5 separate regions of the Mus musculus genome follow, and regions 1, 2, 3 and 4 are each linked to region 5. The links are chromatin contacts, called in public HiCAR-type, capture Hi-C and promoter capture Hi-C maps. All regions are on one chromosome and are shown on one strand. The core of a region is the stretch at or near the end of the contact, and the rest is flanking DNA. Distances in the headings are between cores, read along the strand shown.

What was found. Promoter capture Hi-C pulls out the DNA fragments that hold promoters and counts their contacts. HiCAR-type assays count read pairs that join an accessible place to other places. Capture Hi-C pulls out chosen DNA fragments and counts their contacts.
Region 1: a contact with region 5 is called in a capture Hi-C map of embryonic stem cells, with 2.7 times the contacts expected there. The contact joins the promoter of Hdc here to the promoter of Shc4 in region 5. A contact is called at or near these places in 1 of 115 datasets of contacts at active chromatin or transcription factors (embryonic stem cells) and 1 of 9 other capture datasets (embryonic stem cells).
Region 2: a promoter capture Hi-C map of liver shows a contact between it and region 5, with 3 times the contacts expected there. The contact joins the enhancer-like site here to the promoter of Shc4 in region 5. A contact is called at or near these places in 14 of 39 promoter capture datasets (the 3T3-L1 cell line, 3T3-L1-derived adipocytes, the C10 cell line and 10 more), 6 of 115 datasets of contacts at active chromatin or transcription factors (astrocytes, craniofacial prominence, embryonic forebrain and 3 more) and 1 of 9 other capture datasets (embryonic stem cells).
Region 3: a contact with region 5 is called in a HiCAR-type map of astrocytes, with 3 times the contacts expected there. The contact joins the promoter of Usp8 here to the promoter of Shc4 in region 5. A contact is called at or near these places in 5 of 39 promoter capture datasets (the 3T3-L1 cell line, hippocampal neurons, pre-B cells and 1 more) and 1 of 115 datasets of contacts at active chromatin or transcription factors (astrocytes).
Region 4: a promoter capture Hi-C map of hematopoietic stem and progenitor cells shows a contact between it and region 5, with 2.5 times the contacts expected there. The contact joins the enhancer-like site here to the promoter of Shc4 in region 5. A contact is called at or near these places in 9 of 39 promoter capture datasets (the 3T3-L1 cell line, the C10 cell line, embryonic stem cells and 4 more).

What each region holds. Positions count from the first base shown.
Region 1 is chr2:126,616,610-126,620,178 of GRCm38.p6, reverse strand. It overlaps Hdc (histidine decarboxylase), which reads left to right and starts at 1,501. Exons shown (of 12, transcript NM_008230.6): 1 at 1,501-1,661. The coding sequence starts at 1,610.
Region 2 is chr2:126,427,339-126,430,951 of GRCm38.p6, reverse strand. It overlaps Atp8b4 (ATPase, class I, type 8B, member 4), which reads left to right. Exons shown (of 28, transcript NM_001080944.3): 8 at 3,525-3,595. Among named protein-coding and RNA genes, the nearest start is that of Atp8b4, 62 kb to the left of the region's middle. Within about 2 kb of position 1,486, at least 18 of the 459 cell types and tissues checked have an H3K27ac peak or open chromatin away from gene starts, as enhancers often do.
Region 3 is chr2:126,705,957-126,709,154 of GRCm38.p6, reverse strand. Usp8 (ubiquitin specific peptidase 8) reads right to left here and starts at 1,827. Exons shown (of 19, transcript NM_019729.3): 1 at 1,668-1,827.
Region 4 is chr2:126,596,245-126,599,494 of GRCm38.p6, reverse strand. Hdc (histidine decarboxylase) reads left to right here. Exons shown (of 12, transcript NM_008230.6): 10 at 1,526-1,624. Among named protein-coding and RNA genes, the nearest start is that of Hdc, 21 kb to the left of the region's middle. Within about 2 kb of position 1,989, at least 88 of the 459 cell types and tissues checked have an H3K27ac peak or open chromatin away from gene starts, as enhancers often do. A contact at or near this core is called in hematopoietic stem and progenitor cells and pre-B cells, where this site is marked.
Region 5 is chr2:125,722,635-125,726,179 of GRCm38.p6, reverse strand. Shc4 (SHC (Src homology 2 domain containing) family, member 4) reads left to right here and starts at 2,032. Exons shown (of 12, transcript NM_199022.2): 1 at 2,032-3,387. The coding sequence starts at 2,803.

The DNA of each region.
Region 1 (3,569 bases), core at 252-2,751, 890 kb before region 5:
GACTGTGAGTTCAGCCTCTTTAGTCGGCTCCAACTTCAGCCACAGGTTCCCAGTAAGGAGTTTGCTACCTGTGCTTGCTACTATGTCTTTGTGGATTCCCACATCTTTCTTGGGTTTGATTAATTTGCTGGCGTGGCTCACAGAATTATAGCAAACATGATTACTTTTGATCGAGACAGATGTGATGACAGTTGGGTGAAGGGTGACACTTGGGGTGTGGAGCTGCCTTCTTTGGGTGCTTATCCTTCAGGTAGCCCTGCAAACATTTCAAATCTGCTCCAGAGGTACTTTTAAAAAAGGGAGATGGGAACTGGGGACCAAAGGCAAGGCCTCGGGCGGGCGTGCTAGGTGAGCGGTTTGCCACTGAGCCCCACCCTTGTTTAACCTTTAGCTCTTTCTCCCATTCTTCCCCCTGACCACCCCCCATGAAGTCTGTTGTGTAAGTACAGGTAATGCTTTAGACACTGTTTTTCTCAGATTGTGTTCAAGCTCTTGGGTGCAGGCATCCGCAGTCCAGAGCCTCTGAGGAACAAAGGGACCTCGATATAAAGAACAAAAAGCTCTTGGTATTCGGGAAAACTCCGAAGGATTTTTGTTGTTTTGTGGCAGTGTTGGGGTTCAGGACAAACACACCACCCCAGAATATGATTTCAGGAGAAACTGCCATCCCCGCCCCCACTAGTACGCTTCCTTTGTGTTATCTCGAGAAGCCCTGGACGTAGGAGGAGTTCTCAAAAGCTGTTCTTTCGTAAGAGATGGTCAGGAAGAAACGTTGATTAGGAAAAGTACTCGACTCAGGAAGAGGAGGGGTACAGATAACTGCTGTCACCAGAAAGATTTCCATCTGACAAAGTGGCAATTCTTCCCCCTTACGAATGTGTGTCCCGCACTCTGCTGCACCCAGGCTCCGCTCTGTTCTCCAGCTCTGCTTGCTGTAGAAGCGTCCATCCACTAAAGGGACTTCCAGATTTATTGGCACTGAACAGGTTTTTCCTCCGTTAGCTTAAACAGTAGTCGAGGCAAAGAACCCAGAACAAGTGCTATGTAGTAATGGATAAAAAGAATCCTTCATATCCTGTTGTTGATCTGTCCTGAGCTCAGCCTGGCTAGCTATGGGCTTCTCTGAGCCGGCTCTGCCCTCACCTCATAGAGAAGCCAGGGCAGGAGCAACTCCACCCTCTGTGCTACTTATTGTGAATGCCCTTGGCCTATTTCTGGCCTCTGAGCTAGGAGCTTTATTCAAGGCTGGGGCTCTATGGTCTGAATGCAGGGGCAGGGATGATAGAGGGCTCTTTTACCTTGTCTATCCAGAGCTGCTTGTAGGCTTGGGAGGCTAGGTGCCCCAACTGGTCTAAAAACACCATGTTCTCTGATTCTGTTGATCAAAGTTCAAATCAGAAAGGACGGGGACAAGAGAGGCTGAAATTAAGCCTGAAGGAAGGGACTTTATGGGGGCGGGGCTAAAGGAGGGGAATAGGGAACTCCTTAAATAAGAGATGCACTGGCTGCCAGGGAGTGCACAGCACAGACAAAGGCGACCAAGAAGCCCTGTTGACAGCTGCCTTCCAGCCTCCTCTGTCTGTCTGCCAGGAGGAGCAATCCAAGGGAGATGATGGAGCCCTGTGAATACCGTGAATACCGTGAATACTACCGAGCTAGAGGTGAGTGACAGGGTGGGTCTTCCCTGCTGTTGGAGGCAGGTGAGTGTTTGAGTTGCCTTGGGAGAGCCGGTTTGGCTTCAGTGGTGTTTCTCCTGAATTCTTGAACAGGATGTAGATCAGAGTTTTAACAGGTCCCTCATTCCCTGCCTCTCATGTGCCTACTTCTGTGATTGCTGCCTGTGTCTTGCATTTTGTTTCCTTCTACCTGCCCACAAAATAAACTATCTGTATTTGTGATCCACTCAATTGCCTTATGAAATAGGAAAAAAAAAAAAAAGACTTAAGCATTTGATAGCCCAAACTCTCTTAATATTCATTTCTCTGTGTAAAGTAGTTTATTCTTTTAGTGTTCATGTTTAAACGTTCGCCAAGTGCCCACTTGTATACCAGCTTGCAGGGAAAGCAAAGCCAGGTACCCTGTTTTCAGGCCTGGCTGTCCACAGGTAGGGAAGTGCTTAAAGGGGATTTGTAGGAAGATGAGGATGCATCCAACAAAGTGACTTGTGACATGATGAGTTTGGTTCTGCTTCTTCTGTTTAGTACGCATTAACTGAAATACACATCAACTTAAAATAAAGGTTCTTTTAGAAGCCTATGTGACAACAGAGAACTTTGAATGTCTTTGTAATTTTGTAATAGTCTCATCTCCACTAGAGGGGCCACAGTGTATGAAACTTCTTGGCTGTAAGTTAATATCTATCCTGCTTTAAATCTCTTTTCTCTCTTCTCCCCTATCAACCTTTGTAGGCAGACGCGTATTAGCGTATCATGTGGCTTTTCAACAGTGCACTTAGCTGAGAGTGTGGGTTCCTATCCTGCAGTGGGACACATTTTCCTATGAGACTGTCTGGGGATGAGTGCCAGCTCTCTCATGTCTACTGGGCACCACTCAGTGCTGGGTGCCCAAGGCTGTGGTGGGCTGAAGGAGTCAAGCTCTCTGGTGCCTCAGTTTGTCTAGGCCCAGTTCTGTGTGTAGGGACTTTGCAGAAGCTGAGGTAGAGGGAATAAATCAGGCTCCTTTTCTTCTCTGCTCCTTTGCTCCTTTGCAGGGAGAAGGGGAATGGGAAGGGTTTCTGGTTGCTCATAGTAGGTGCACATCTAGAGGGTGGGAGGCCATGAGAGAGAGCCCCTCTGAAGGGTCAAAGAACAACTGGCCTGCAGTGGCTTCACATGACTGCTTCCCTTTCTGACTAGTCTTCATTCTTTTGGTGCATCTATTTGAGTGTGGAAGCCGTGTGACAAGCCCTGAGTGCCAGCAGCAGGGAGCGGTGGGGCTCAGGTCTCTTGGGGTCCAGGTTGGTCACAAGCTCTTGGTTGGGCTCTTAGTTGTACTTTAAGTATGTCCCACGTACCTCAGAAATTTGTGTGTGTGTGTGTGTGTGTGTAAACTTATACTTTTCATCACACTCAGAAGATGTTGCCAATAGCCGGGCACGGTGACGCCTTTAATCCCAGCAGGTGGATTTCTGAGTTCGAGGCCAGCCTGGTCTACAAAGTGAGTGCCAGGACAGCCAGGGCTATACAGAGAAGCCCTGTCTCAAAAAACCAAAAAAAAAAAAAAAAAAAAAAAAAAAAAAAAAAAAAAGAAGAAGAAGAAGAAGAAGAAGATGTTGCCAAGTACCATAAAGGCAAGCGAGTGCTGATTTAATGGGTCTCATAAGATGTTTTCTCCTTTTAGGAGAACTGGATGTGGCAGCTTTCATCTCTGCTGACAAAGAACAGTGTGTGTGTGTGTGTGTGTGTGTGTGTGTGTGTGTGTGTGTGTGTGAATGTTTAACAATTTTAGGCTACAAAAAACAAAAACAAAAACAAAAACAAAAAACCAAAACCCACCAAGTCTCTACCGTGAGACTTTAAGGTAAAGAATTAAGAGCTGTTCTGTCTCTGAGAAGAGAACAATGGCTGAGT
Region 2 (3,613 bases), core at 237-2,736, 710 kb before region 5:
GATTTTTCAACATACCCTTGCTTGGTCTGAAATTTTAAAGTTTGAGTTAGTATGTTATCTGTAATCACACCCCCTTTCACTTATGACTTCATTGTGAGCTTTGACCCATGATACACTAGTTTTTAGAATTGGTATGTTGTTCTGAGAGTAAGGATAATGTGCATGACAGCCAAGACGAAGAGCTCTGCAGTCTAGAAAGTCCTGGGAGCTCCCAAAGCGATGCTCACAATCGCCCCACAAATGCATCTTTCCCTCTGTTATGGCTCTGGTATCCCAGCACTCACACACCTGGATGTTCTGAACAGCAGCAGACAAAACAGACATACCGAGCAAAGCATGTCTGAGAAACATTTCTGTTTCTCACAGATGTCATCCTAGAACCCAGGGGCCACCACAGCAGAGTACTAGTCTTGATCAGGGCGGTGGCATTTTTCTAGTCCCACAACTTAATCCTGGAGCATTTTCAAGGATGATGCCAACACTCTAGTCTCAGGCTCTTCAAGTGGGTTGTTGACACTCACCATGACCTCTGATGGCCTCTGCTGGATATAGGGGAGTCCCTTTCCCTTTTCCCTCACAGATTTGCATAGGCAATGAATTGATTAAGTTATGAGAGTGTTTTTTATAAGTTCTTAAGAAATTTCATGGCTGTGGATTGATACTATTCCTCAGTGTTTTCTTTTCTTCTTTAACTTAACGAACATTTACACCCAATGAACCCTGGAGACAATGTATTTGGCTCTGAGGCCTCAAAGATATCCAGTAGATTATTCTCAAGTTTCTTCGGATGGGAATACTGCCTTTAAGCTTCCACTGGGTATCTGCTCGGGTTTTTCTCTTGCCCAGGAAGGCTGGGGGAAAGGTGTTTGTGTTGGAGCATGCTGCATGCTGCTTCCTATGTGGAGTCATAGCTGAATCCTTCCACCAATAACTGATAAAAGAAAAGACTAGGGGATAATGGAAGGTGGCGTTGGCCTGGTCCAGCTAGGCATCTGGACAATCACACTTTCTCTCCCTGTTGTATGTCTCTGCTATGGCCTCTCGGTAGTTTGCTCACACTACTAGCCCACCACCTCTGACAAAAGCTTGACCAAGGACTAGCAAGGCTATTGCTATAATTCTTTGCCCGTTCCCTTTCAGGATTATTGCAGAGTGCCTTAGAAAGTCTAACTCTAACTGTGTGCTAGATGCCTTTCACAACTTACTCTGCTGGATGGACACCATCAATCTTGTTCTCCCACACACACTCTTTAATGATAACTAAAAAAAGCCTCCAAGGAAGATGTTAGCAGTAGGGAAGAGAAGAGGGTGTGAGTGAGGAGAGGAATGGTCAGCGATATCAAAGGTGACATGAGAGGGTTTAGGAAGAGGTAGGAGGGTAGGTTTCCAGGGAGACAGAGTAGGGAAAGTTAGACAGGAGGGTTAAGGTACTCCCGTGTTCCAGTCTAAGTTGGGTGAGTGCTGGTTAAGAGACCTTAGCCACTAGGTGGCAGTGGAACCTTAGTCGCTTGTCTGAGGTTGAGGTGGCTCTGCCCCTGGTTTACTGCAGAGGAAGCATTAAACACAGCCAGATTCAATATTGAACAGTGACATTGCATTACCATCTACACAGAGCTCTGAGGAAAAGCTACACCAGATACCAACAGGCATCTTTATCCATGCACCATAAAGAGTTCTAATTATGCATTATTACAATAAGGAATTTTAGCTTGTGTTTAAAGTTATCTTTCTATCCTTAAGATGATAGCCGTAGCTCCAAAGGGCATTCACCTTTACCGCTAGCATGCCGTCTGCCAGGACATGGTGAAACTGGAACATATGACCGGAGATCAAGGCGAATCTACCCCCCAGCACAGATTCTTTTTTTTTTTTTGGGTCAGGATTAGGTGAGCGTTAGTGTAAGAGTGGGCCCCAGATGGACATATTCTCTGAGGGGGTTTGCATGGAACACACCGAGGGGCTCACAAAGCAGTTTCTGCCTTGACTGGCTTCTGTGGTGATTCCTTCAGAGCTGAGAGAGTCACCAGGATGCAGGGGCGTTTGTTCCTCTGGGAGCTATCATGGAGCCTTCATTTAAACAACTCTCATTGTCCCCCCCGCCCCCCGTTTTTGATAATTTAAACAACCCAGACAATTAACTGAGTGGGTTGATTTTGAACTTAAAATCTAAGACTTGAAGATAAAGCCATTATAATGTCTTTCTAAATAAAAGATTTTAGAGACTTGGACTGTCAACCTTTCAGATACACGTAGAGGTTTGTTAGGCTAAAGTTTCATAAGTTGCTGAAACTTAGGTCAGTTCTTTTTAGATGAATCCTCCAGAATTACATTTATTTTTAAATAAGAATTTTAATTTGAGAAAAAAACAAAACCAGCCAGAATTCTAAAAGTGAACTGTGATGTATTTTCTTCCTCCCCCTTTTGACATCTTTAGATGTTTTATTCAGTAAAATGTAGCAGAATTTTGGATCTTATTTTAGTATTTTTTGGAGTCTAACTGGGACATATTACCTTCAAAACTTGGTTTTATAGCACTGGTCACCACTGCTCTTTTTTTGTTTTGTTTTGTTTTCCCAATATAACATTTCTATTGATTCCCTGGAAATTTCACATCACGCACACTGATCAAACTCATTTCTCAGTCCTTCCACCCTTATGATCTCCCTTCAGGGAGGTAAAATAAAAAAAGTAAAAATAAAAATGAATAGAACCCCCTTAAGCCCAATTTGCGTTATCTGTGAACTCACTGGAGCATGGTCAAACTGTGACACCTGCCTCTCAAATAGGACTGAGCCCTTCCCGGCCGCACTCACGCCAGCCGTCAGCTGTGGAGAGTTATGCTTCAATGTCACCATCCACTTGCAAGAGTTCATTTTGGTGGCTTCCTGTCTAGGAGATGGCTCAGTCATTAAAGCCTAGGCTCACAACCAAAACTGGGTTGAAGTCTTTTCTAAAGCGTCATTTTCCAGAGCACCCTCTGCGCTCTTTGAGTGGGCCCCACTTTCTCTTGTCTCTCTCGTGTTTTACTCTTTCCCATTGCTGTGTGGGCCCCGCTTTCTCTCGTGTTTTACTCTTCCATCGCTTCCTCATCTCTTCGCCTTGCGTCCATGTTGCTCTTGTTTACTTTCATTTCTTCTTTTCTTTGGTTTTCCTTCTGTTTTATCCGCGCGTTCTCACCCTCTTGACTCCTTTCCTGCTTTAAGCGGCTCAGACACCAGCACACAAGGAGGGTTAATTCGCTCATTTATTGGAAAATGATCTCTGTTTTTCATAAGAAATTATTAAATCCAGAAAAATAGAATTCATATATGACTTTCGAAACTGGCAACCCAGATCACTAGTAGTTTGCACGTTGCCAGGAGACCTGCTCATACCCTGATGGTCCCAAAGCATGGGCACACAGAGTGGGAGGTGGTGCCTCCCTCCTCAGTGTTGCCAGGGCTATGAAGGAGGGGTGATGCATGGAGGAGAGGTTTCAACAACCCTGATTCTTACCTGTCCCTCTGTATTGGTTTCTCAACCAGGCTGACCTGCTGCTCCTGTCGAGCAGTGAGCCACACGGTCTCTGTTATGTTGAAACAGCTGAGCTTGACGGGTAAGTACTAAACCAGAG
Region 3 (3,198 bases), core at 578-3,077, 980 kb before region 5:
AAAATCAGGATGCTAAGTATATAATGAATAAAATTTGATGTGTTGGCTTTACATTACAACTGGTTTACAAAGCCATCTGGATTCGGTTCCATTCTTATCAACAAAAGATCAGGATGATTAATAAGGCTCAAGTAAATAAATCAACAAGTTAAAGAATAAAAAGAAAACCTTAAATATTTTTGTTAGTTTATCTTATCCATTGTTATCTCAAAAACTACAAGTCACAAGCTATTCATTATTCATTCCTCACAGGCTTACATTACTACTGCAAGATCCGTGCAATGCCCAATATCTGGGCAAAAGAGCAGGAATATACATTTTAGGATCAACAGTGATACAGTGGCATAATTAAGTTATATACTAATTCATATTCTTAAATAAGCATACATACAGCCAACAGCACCTTAATTAGGCCAGTGCTCTATAGATGAGAAACTACCTAAATCCAACATGATTGACTTTCACCAGGGAGTCTTAAACAGAAAGAGTGAAATACTAAAAAAAAAGCAGATATCTTTAAAACAGAAACAAAAACCAAAAACTACCACCACCAACAATACACCGAGCCTGGCAGTGGTGGGCAGCACTCGGGAGGCAAAGGCAGGCAGAACTTTGAGATCAAGGGCAATCGTGGTTTAGAGTGAGTTCCATAATAGCTATGGCTGCACAGACAAACTGTCTCGAGAAAAAAAAGAAAGAAAGTAAGAAAAAAAGAAAGAGAATAAAGCCACCAAAACCAAAAAATAACACATGGAATTTTTAATGAAGTAGGATAATATACACAACTAAGAATACTCTAAGATTTAAAAAGAATACCCTTGCCAGGAGTGGTGCTTGATGCAGTTTTATCCATCTCTGGAGCCAAGGGAGGAAGGTTTCAGTGAGTTTGAGACAAGTCCTGTTTACATAGTAAGACCTTGTGGGTGGTGGCGGGGAACAACCAAGAATTACACCCTTTAGCTAGGCATCGTTTTGATCCGAAACCCTAGAGCTTTTTAATAAATATGAAACTCCTTAGATTCTGCAACACCTCTGTGAGTCACGTAAATATTTCTTGAATGACTGACTCAAGGTCATAGGCAGAAAGCAAGAACAAAACATAGGAACAGGGTCTGCAGCTTTGTGGGTAAAGGAATATCATTGTGATTTGGGGTTGACAACTCTCTCGGTACATCAGATGTGAAGGGAACTTGTCAGTGCCACAAGTCTACAAACGAAGAAACATTTTTAAGAAAAGAAAATGCCCTCTTTGAAGAAGTTTTAAGTGTGGTGAGTTTACTTAACTCAATTTTTGTACTTCACTGAAAACATGCGTGACCCGGGTAAAGGGGAATAGGGAAAACATGACAAATGGTCGTATTAAGGCCTGGGGTTGTAGGTAGCACAAAATGAGAAAAAAGGAAGCAAAAGGAAGGAGTCCAAAGTTGGGTCTAGTGTCCAACAGAAAGGAGAACTGGTCAAGGCCACCCTCTGAGACCGGCAAACTACATCAAACTCGCTGGGCACCGTAGGAGGGGGACGGGAGCGACCAAGAGTCGGGCCCTCCCTGGACCAGCCAGTTGTCTGGGGTTGTCCCACCCCTCCGCGGACAGGGCTCGTCTCCCGGATGACCAGCAGCTGGAGGACGCCTTCCCCAGGAACCGGGGCCGGAGCCAGGCCGCACTCACCGCAGCGCCCGCGCTCCGCTAACACCGGCCTCCTCGCCTGACGCCCATCGCCCACCACCAGAAGGAGAACGAGCCTTCGCTCTCAGACGCACGGCAGCGCAGCTCATCCCCTCTTCCCGATTCGCATTGCGTGGCGACGGGTCGCGTCTCGAAACGTCACGGCGAGGGCGGAGCTTCCAGTGAACCCTGTAACTCCGCCTTTCTGTCCCGTAGGGAGGGACATCAGGGCGGCCCTCTCCGGAAGGGTGAGCGCCGAACCGGCCTGAGCATGCGTCGGAAGGACAGTTTGAGCTGGTGCGGGACGGAAGCGCGCGTGCTGCGCTTCCGGTGTCCTCGCGCGTCTCTTTTCCGGGTGGAAGTCAGTTCAGATTGTGTCACATTGTGACTTGGAGCTGTCCACGGAGGAATCGAGGATATTTTGGCGCCTCTCAATAGTGCATTTTTCCCGTCAGATCGGACATTAGGGGGAAAATACGGGGAGAGGATTGATACCTTCTAAAACTTGGGAATAAACATTCTCCAAAGCCAAGCCTCTGGTTAAAGAACAGACGTGTTTGGAAAACACATTGCACAAACACCGTCAACATTTCCAAAAGGACCAGTCTTACAAAGCTGGGGTTTGAACTCTTTGGAGAGTTGTCTTGTGGAGAAAAGATGGGCTACTCGTGGACATAAAAATTGCTTAAGAGTGGAGTTGTTTTCCCTGGTCACTAAATCCGTTGGGACAGTCCAACTTTTTAATGCATGTCAAATCTAAAAGCACAGCTCTACTAAGTATATAAAATGAAAATACTTAGCAGATAGGCTGCCATTAAACGTTAAAGAGTAGTAAGCATCCAGTCTACCAACCTTTAAAATAAACCTTAGTTTCGTTTCCATTACAATTAGCTACATGCAAAGGTATTCTTGTGCTGGGCGGTGGTGGCACACGCCTTTAGTCCCAGCACTTGGGAGGCAGAGACAGACGGATTTCTGAGTTCGAGGCCAGCCTGGTCTACAGAGTGAGTTCCAGGACAGCCAGGGCTACACAGAGAAACCCTGTCTCGAAAAACCAAACCAACCAAACAAACAAAATCTTGCATTTCTCCTTTAAAAAATCAACACTAAATTATATACTATTTGTTCTCCCTAGACAAGTAAAGACTGGTGTGATTTGATACCGTGCAATGCTGGGAACTACTGGATAAAAGCCTCAAATGTTTTTTTTTTCCCCCTCATAATTAAGGAAGAAATTGTTTTTTTGAGGATGGATTATTTTAGGAAAATGTTTTTTCTCTGCTCAGCTTTGTGGAATTGAGTAAGGAAAGAAAAACTTAGAGCTGAATGTGAGAATAAGTATAAAACACATGGAGAACATTTTGGGGTGCTCTGACAATTGGAAGGAGGTAGGACTGAAAGGAAGAGAGACATCATTGGAGTGTATCAGTGAAAATTTTCTCTGAGCCCAACAAGATGCGTGAAGTCCTTACCAGGTAAACTTGGCAATCTGAGTTTGATTCCTGGAAAACACACACACACACACACACTCACG
Region 4 (3,250 bases), core at 740-3,239, 870 kb before region 5:
GACATCTGGGGTGAAGGGAGTCCCATGCTGGTCTTTAGGAGCTCGAACAGCAGACATTGGTTAAGGCAGTCTCAGGACCCACATGGTTTGGTTTTAGCAGAGTGAGAAGAACGGGATGGAGATTAAGCAGAAATCAGAGAAGTGCACAGCTCAGATACTTCCTGCCCCTCTCCAACCAGGTGGTCAGTTTACCATAATCATCTAGAAACCGGGACATTTTATAGGGGACTCTAAGCAGGCTGCGGCAGAGGTTCTGTCCTTTCCTAAGGTTTTGATGCCCTCTTCTGGCTGACAAAAGTCTCTCTCTCTCTCTCTCTCTCCCCTCCACCCTCCCCCTCCTGGTTGGAACTCCACTACACATATAGACCAGGCTGTCCTTGAACTCAGCAGGTCTGCCTGCTTCTGCCTCTCCAGTGCTGGGATTAAAGGCATGCACCATCATGCCTGAGAGTTTAGTGCAAGGAAACATACTGTCCTTGATACTGGAGTAATAAGCCAGCCGTGTCTACTCTGGGAGACTACAATGAAGCATAAAGATGGGGACATCAGTAAAGTTTTGGCAACTCCATGGAGAGAGGCAGAGGAATGGTCAACGAGATGGATATTTTTAGAGAGCAGAAATTGTGGCAGAGGTTTTCTGACATTTGAGGGGAAAGCTTAGGAGAAGTCACATTGCTTGTTAGAACAACTGCAAGTGTCCCGCAAACCGTTTGCTCTGTTTTCAGACCTGAGCACTAGGATTGGGAATTTTCAGAATCTATGGTAACTGCAGCTTTGAACTTTAAGCTCTGTTGAATTTGGTACCAGGACAGGGATCAGTTCAGACTGAGGCAGGGGTTCCTGTGCAGTCGGAAAGCTTGGATGGAGCATCTGAGGCCACAGGAATCTCACAGGTGAAAGCCAAAGCCAGTAGGTGGCAGCAAGATTAAGTAAGGACTGACCATCTTGGTGCCAGACAGACACACACATGTGATTCCTAGCTCACCTGTTTATCATCTAAACAGCCTACACTGCCTGGACAACTTTCTCTGAGGTTTTGCACTGTCCTCAAGCCACTTTCCTGGAAAGCACCTTTTGTCCTATGCCATTGATGTGCCCGTGAGGTGGCCCTGTGAAAGTCACACAGGGTAAGGAGCCAGGGCAGAGCTAAAGGGAAACCCAGGTCTGTGGGGCCCCAGGGTTTAAGCTCTTAATCACCATCCTAAAGCTACACTAATGTTGAGAAGAACAGACATAGAACTTTAATTTCTGCTACTCAAGGAACTTCTAGGAGTTTCTAGGCTGGGATGAAATACTTAAAACAGCAGTTTTCGAGAGGTCACGCTCGGTTCCAGGTCACAGGCTTGGAACTGTTAGTGTTACCCAGATAAGCTTGTCTTGGTTTGCTCCTTAGCAACAGCTTTGGGAGTCATGGTGACACCAGGGAAATCCCAGGAGTGCTCTGCAGGCAACACAGAATGCTAGGAGTGCCCGAGGGAGTGGGCACGTTGCTTCTAACCATGAGCTCTGTGTTATTTGTTTCTAGCATTGGCAGATCCCCTTGAGCCGGCGCTTTCGCTCCATTAAGCTGTGGTTTGTGATTCGGTCCTTCGGGGTGAAGAATCTTCAAGCACATGTCAGACACGTATGTTGCGCGAGAGCCGTGGGACTAAGCCCATGATTCTTTGCATTTTCCATGGGAAGGAAGACTTTGCCTCGGTTTTACAAATCTGCCCAGGGGATCCTTGGTTTGTGGCTCAGTGGTAGGGTGCGCAGAGGGACTTGAATGTTGGTTATGTAGAGGTGCGCTGATCTCCATGTAGTCCCAGTGGACTGTCTGTGATCTGTAGTTCACACTGTTTATTTTCTAAACAGTCACCACTAAGTGCAACTTCCTCTGTTCTGACATCCCTTGTTTCACCGATTTCCTGAGAGTCTCACCTTTCCTGTTGTTGTCTTTGAGAACTGAGCACTCAAAAGCCTAGTTTACGGAAAGAGAAAGTGAAAGTAGGTCAAAGAGCAGGGTCTATGGTCAAAGTAGGGCCGAGTCTTTAAGAAGGAGTGGCTGTCATGGCTCCCTGGTGAATGGTGTGTCAACACAGCCACACCTGCTCTTCACCTTCTAGGTGAGGTCTGTAGTGAACACACTACCTGTAATTGTGTCCTCCTCTCCCCTGGCCTCTGCTCTGTCTCATACACAGCTTGCCTCATGGGAGGGAAGAGAATAGGGCAGGAGGAGAATGTCTTATTAACTGGGAGACCTACTTTCTGCCGCCCAAGCCTTGGGAGAATCACCCTCCCTTGGATTTTAAAAAGTGAGGATGCTGACAAAGGTGGGCTCTGAGGGGACATTGTGGGGCATGTGAGTGAGACATGGAGAATTTTGACAGGGCAGGTGGTGAAAACAGGCCCAGAGGAAAGGAGTTATAGGGGAGAATCATAACCAGGTTAGAAATGGGGCATGGGCATATAAAGGCCAGGAGAACAGTTAGTATGCTTTTCCCGGACAAGGCCTGGACTTGCACATGAAGAACTTCTTAGGGATCAAGTGGGGACGTAGCTCCATTGGTACACTGTTTACTCCCCATGCACAAAGCCACTGTTTGACCCCCTAGTATTGCTTAACCTTCTCCTGGCAGCGCTTGCAGGTAGTTCCACAGTGGGGGGTGGAGGCAGAAGGATCAATGGTACCAGGTCGTCCTTGGCTACATTGTAACTTTGAGCCAGTCTAGGATCCATGAGAGAGAGCCTTTCTCAAAGAAAAGAAAAAGTTCATGAGGCGGTGGTAAGAGTTTGAAATTGACTGGAGAGAGAGAGAGAGTGGAGCAGATAGAGGAGCAGATAGAGGTTGGTTCAAATGGCACCGCCTCTTCATGGTCAAGGAAGACACCTGAAGCTCTGTCTTCTTTTAAAACGAAATATCAAGTGGGAGTTCCAGCCCATAAAAAAAAAATCACTTAGTGGGGCAGGAGAGATGACTCAGCAGTTAAGAGCACTGACTGCTCTTCCAGAGGTCCTGAGTTCAATTCCCAGCAACCACATGGTGGCTCACCACCATCTGTAATGGGATCTGATGCCCTCTTCTGGCATGTAGGTGTACATGCAGTCAGAGCACTCACATACATTAAATAAATCTTTAAAAATTAATTCACTTAGCAGAGAGTGTATGTGAGTCTCAGACTGGAATCTCTAGCCCTATCATGTGCTGTGTCTGTCACTTACTCCCCCCTCCCCACGCCCCCAGGTCTCATTTGTTGTTCTTGCTAGTCTG
Region 5 (3,545 bases), core at 783-3,282:
GACAGAGGGACAGCTTTTCAGCGGGTGATAGTGAATGTCTTCCAGGCTCCCAGGACAGAGAAGTAGCTCACAGCGTCATGCTTGCTGGTCCACCTAGCTCAGCCTGCAGCCCCCAGAGTGCCCTATCATGCTGGTCTGGTCAGCACAATGCAGAGCTGCCTAAGAGGGCCTTCTAGGTCACTCAGGCCTACAGGCAGAACGGCATCCTGAGGTCTTGTTAGAGTTTTCAGCATCACCACCTTTCCCAGACACAGACGAGCATTGGGAATAGCTTCTTGAGACAGTGTTCCTTCCTTGGTGTCCCTTACTTTGTGGTACTTTTCCTTTTTGGTTGCCTAAGATGACATAGTATACTCTAGCAGTTGGGAACACTACTTCAATGGAGACACCCTGGTTCCATTGGCCTTTAATTTGCTTATTTATTTTAACGATTTATCTTATTATTTTAAAAGTATAGGTGTGTGCCGTTTTTAAGTGTGTGTGTGTGTGTGTGTGTGTGTGTGTGTGTGTGTGTGTGTGTGTGTGTGTTTGCAGGTGGCCATGGAGTCCAGAAGAGGAGATCAGATCCTCAGGAGCCAGAGGTACTGTGAGCTACCTGACACAAACCCTTTCAGGTCCTCTGCAAGAGCAGTACACGTTTTTAACTACTGAGCCATCTCTCCAGCAACCTTTTAAAAAATGCTGCCCAGGATGCTTCGGAGATGCAGGTACTCTCCCGGAGCATTGTGGGGATGTTTTACAGGGACTGTAGCTATTTCATATGCTCCCACACGTCATTCATTAGCTGCCACTCACAGACAAGGCCATTACCACTCACAGGAACTTCTCTCAAGGTAGTGGGATGTTACTGTGGCATGGCATACGGTAAGGTGGGACCCAGAGGAGAAGGCAGAGATGAAAGAGAAGCATGCGTAGCAGTAGAGGTACTAGCGGATTTTTTCAGTCTTACTCCCTCCTCCTCCCACCTTCCACTCCCCTGATCCTGTCTCCCTAGGTTCCGGGTATATGAGTTCTGATTTAGCCATTCCTTTCGTGTTTGCCAAATGTGGAGGTGCAAAAAGAAAGTCAGAAAGGAAGGTATAGGACGCCACAAAAGGCCTTCCCAGTGGATAGAAAAAGCTCACAAAGTTGTCAGGCAGGATACTAACAAGCCGTTCTGAGCCTAAGCACAAAAGCTTGGCGGCGGCGAGGCGCCTTTGTCTCCTAGTCACCTGCACTGGTTTCATTCAAACCTGTGTTTGGATGGCCCTGGAGTTCAGGCTAAGTCCTGAGCACTCGAGAGCCCGTGGTCAATGAGAAGGTGAGGTGGCCTTCTTCCCAGATTCTCTTGGCTGCTGCCTTAGTATTCGAAATCATGAATAGTCTCAGGTACTGGAGCCAAGGCTCACAGAGAAACGCAACCTCAGCTGCTTCCTCCCGGAGACTCTCACCCCACCCCCACCCCAAGGTCTCAGCAGTCCGCTCTTCTCAGCTCCTGAATGAACCTGCATTTCCTCTGCCCAGCTGGGGCTCAGGCTTCCTGTGGGCTCAGCCTTTACGGTTGTCTTCCCGGGGCCTTTGATGGGCTCAGGAAATTGTATCAGACAGAAGATGGGGCGGCAATCAATTAAAAAAAAAAAAAACGTTTCTAAGAAAAACGAATCTAGGCTTTGAACAAGAGTTGTTTGTGTAACATATGCCCTAATGTCCATGGAACAATATATCTAATTTCTAGCTCCTTTCTCGCCCCTCCCCATCTTAACAAGAAAGGAAATCGATTTTTAACCTTCTGATTCCCAGCATACTGACGATCCAGGAGCAAAGATTGCCTTTACTTTTAACCCATTCATCAGATATTACCCTCCCTTTTCTCTGCCCGGCTTCGTTTCTCCCGGCTACTAGTTAGTATATTCACGGTGCATGACTCATGAAGCTGCAGCCTGATTGGATGAAAACCAAATCGCACCCCCCACACCCCCACCCCCGCGCCGCCCCAAACGGGTCAGTCAATTACAGCTATTCTCGGCTCCATTCACAGATTTATTAGCTCTCACACAACGAGGGAAATTCATTCGGCAAAGTTCATTCATAAAAATTTCAACAGCCTGGGTATCGTCTGCTCAACTCAGCCTTTTGCTGTGCACAGGCTCCTCCTGAAAAAAGCCTGCAGGAGAGTACAGGAGGGAAGGGCGCCCTGAGAAGGGGTGGGCCGGCCGGGATCGGACCCGAGCCACACAGAGGATGCCCGGACCTCAAGCTGGAGGAACAATGCAGACCAGCGCCCGTCGCTAGGACTCCTGGCTGGTGGCCCAGAACCAAGATCCTCCGAGAGAGGGCAGCCGTCATAACCCCAGCCCATACAGAAGGGCCTTTGACTCTTATGCGCTTTTTTATTTTTCCCTTTGAAATGAACAGTCACGGGAACAAATAAAGGGTTAATGGGCTAGTCCCTGCCCCGCCCCGTGGGAGCTGGAGGGGAGCAGGTTTGAAAGTTCCTGTGCGCAGAGGAAAAGGGGGTAAATATTTCTGCTAAGACTAGAGGCGTGGTGGCACCCGCTGCCCCAGCCTGGGGGACGGGACTCCGGGGCGAAGACACCCCCGCTCCCACCCCACCCCACCCCCCGCGCTCCGGGGGCCTCTGCCAGGGCCTGGAAGGGCCGGCCTGCAATCAGAGCTGGGGAGGCGTCCTCCGGGACTGTCATCCTTGAGCAGTCTCGGACCCGGGCTGGTGACCGCCAGAGCAGGAGAGGTGACTGTGGCGTGGGTCTACCGGACTGCGAGGCACTTTAGGCTGCGGTGCCCAGTCTCAGCACTGCTAAGGCTATGCGAGAACGCAGCCAGGACAGCCAGGCAGGACTCACGCTGTATGTAGGACTCTTTGGGCACCTGGGGATGCTTCACAGGACCAAGTACAGCCGCTTTCGGAACGAGTCCATCACGTCTTTGGACGAAGGGAGCCCCGGAGGCTCCGTTGGAAACAAGGGCTCGTCGCCGCCTCCCTACCCAGCCCTGGCCCCTCACCTGCCGACTGAGGATGCCACTGTGTCCAGCCAGGAGAGCCCCACGGCGCTGTGCACCTTGATTCCCCGTATGGCAAGCATGAAGCTGGCCAACCCCATCACTTTTCTGGGTCTGAAAACCTTCTGCTTGGGTACGAAACAGGTGAGCCGGTTGAAGCTCCAAGAGAACCAGGATCAGACTCCAAGCCGTCCAGCGTCCCCAGAATCCAATCTAAACAGGACTGGACCTGCACCTGCACCGGATCCGGACCAGGTGGGACGCAGGCCCACCTCTTTGCGTCCTGATACTTGCCCACTGCCTGGCCCTGGAGAACCAAGCCCCAGGAGCAAGCAGGACGGGCCCCCTCTGCAGCACCTGTTGGGGAACGGTCTGAACTACTGTGTGCGGGTAAGTCCCTTAAGGCCTACTCCCTGAGCACTCACAGGAAGGGCAGCTGTGCTCTCTGCGGGGACTTCGATTTAACCTGGCTGGGCTCTAGATTACAAGACATACCGCTGGATCAACCGAAGGGAGAGTTGGCCTTAGAGATTTCCTACAGGGATCTG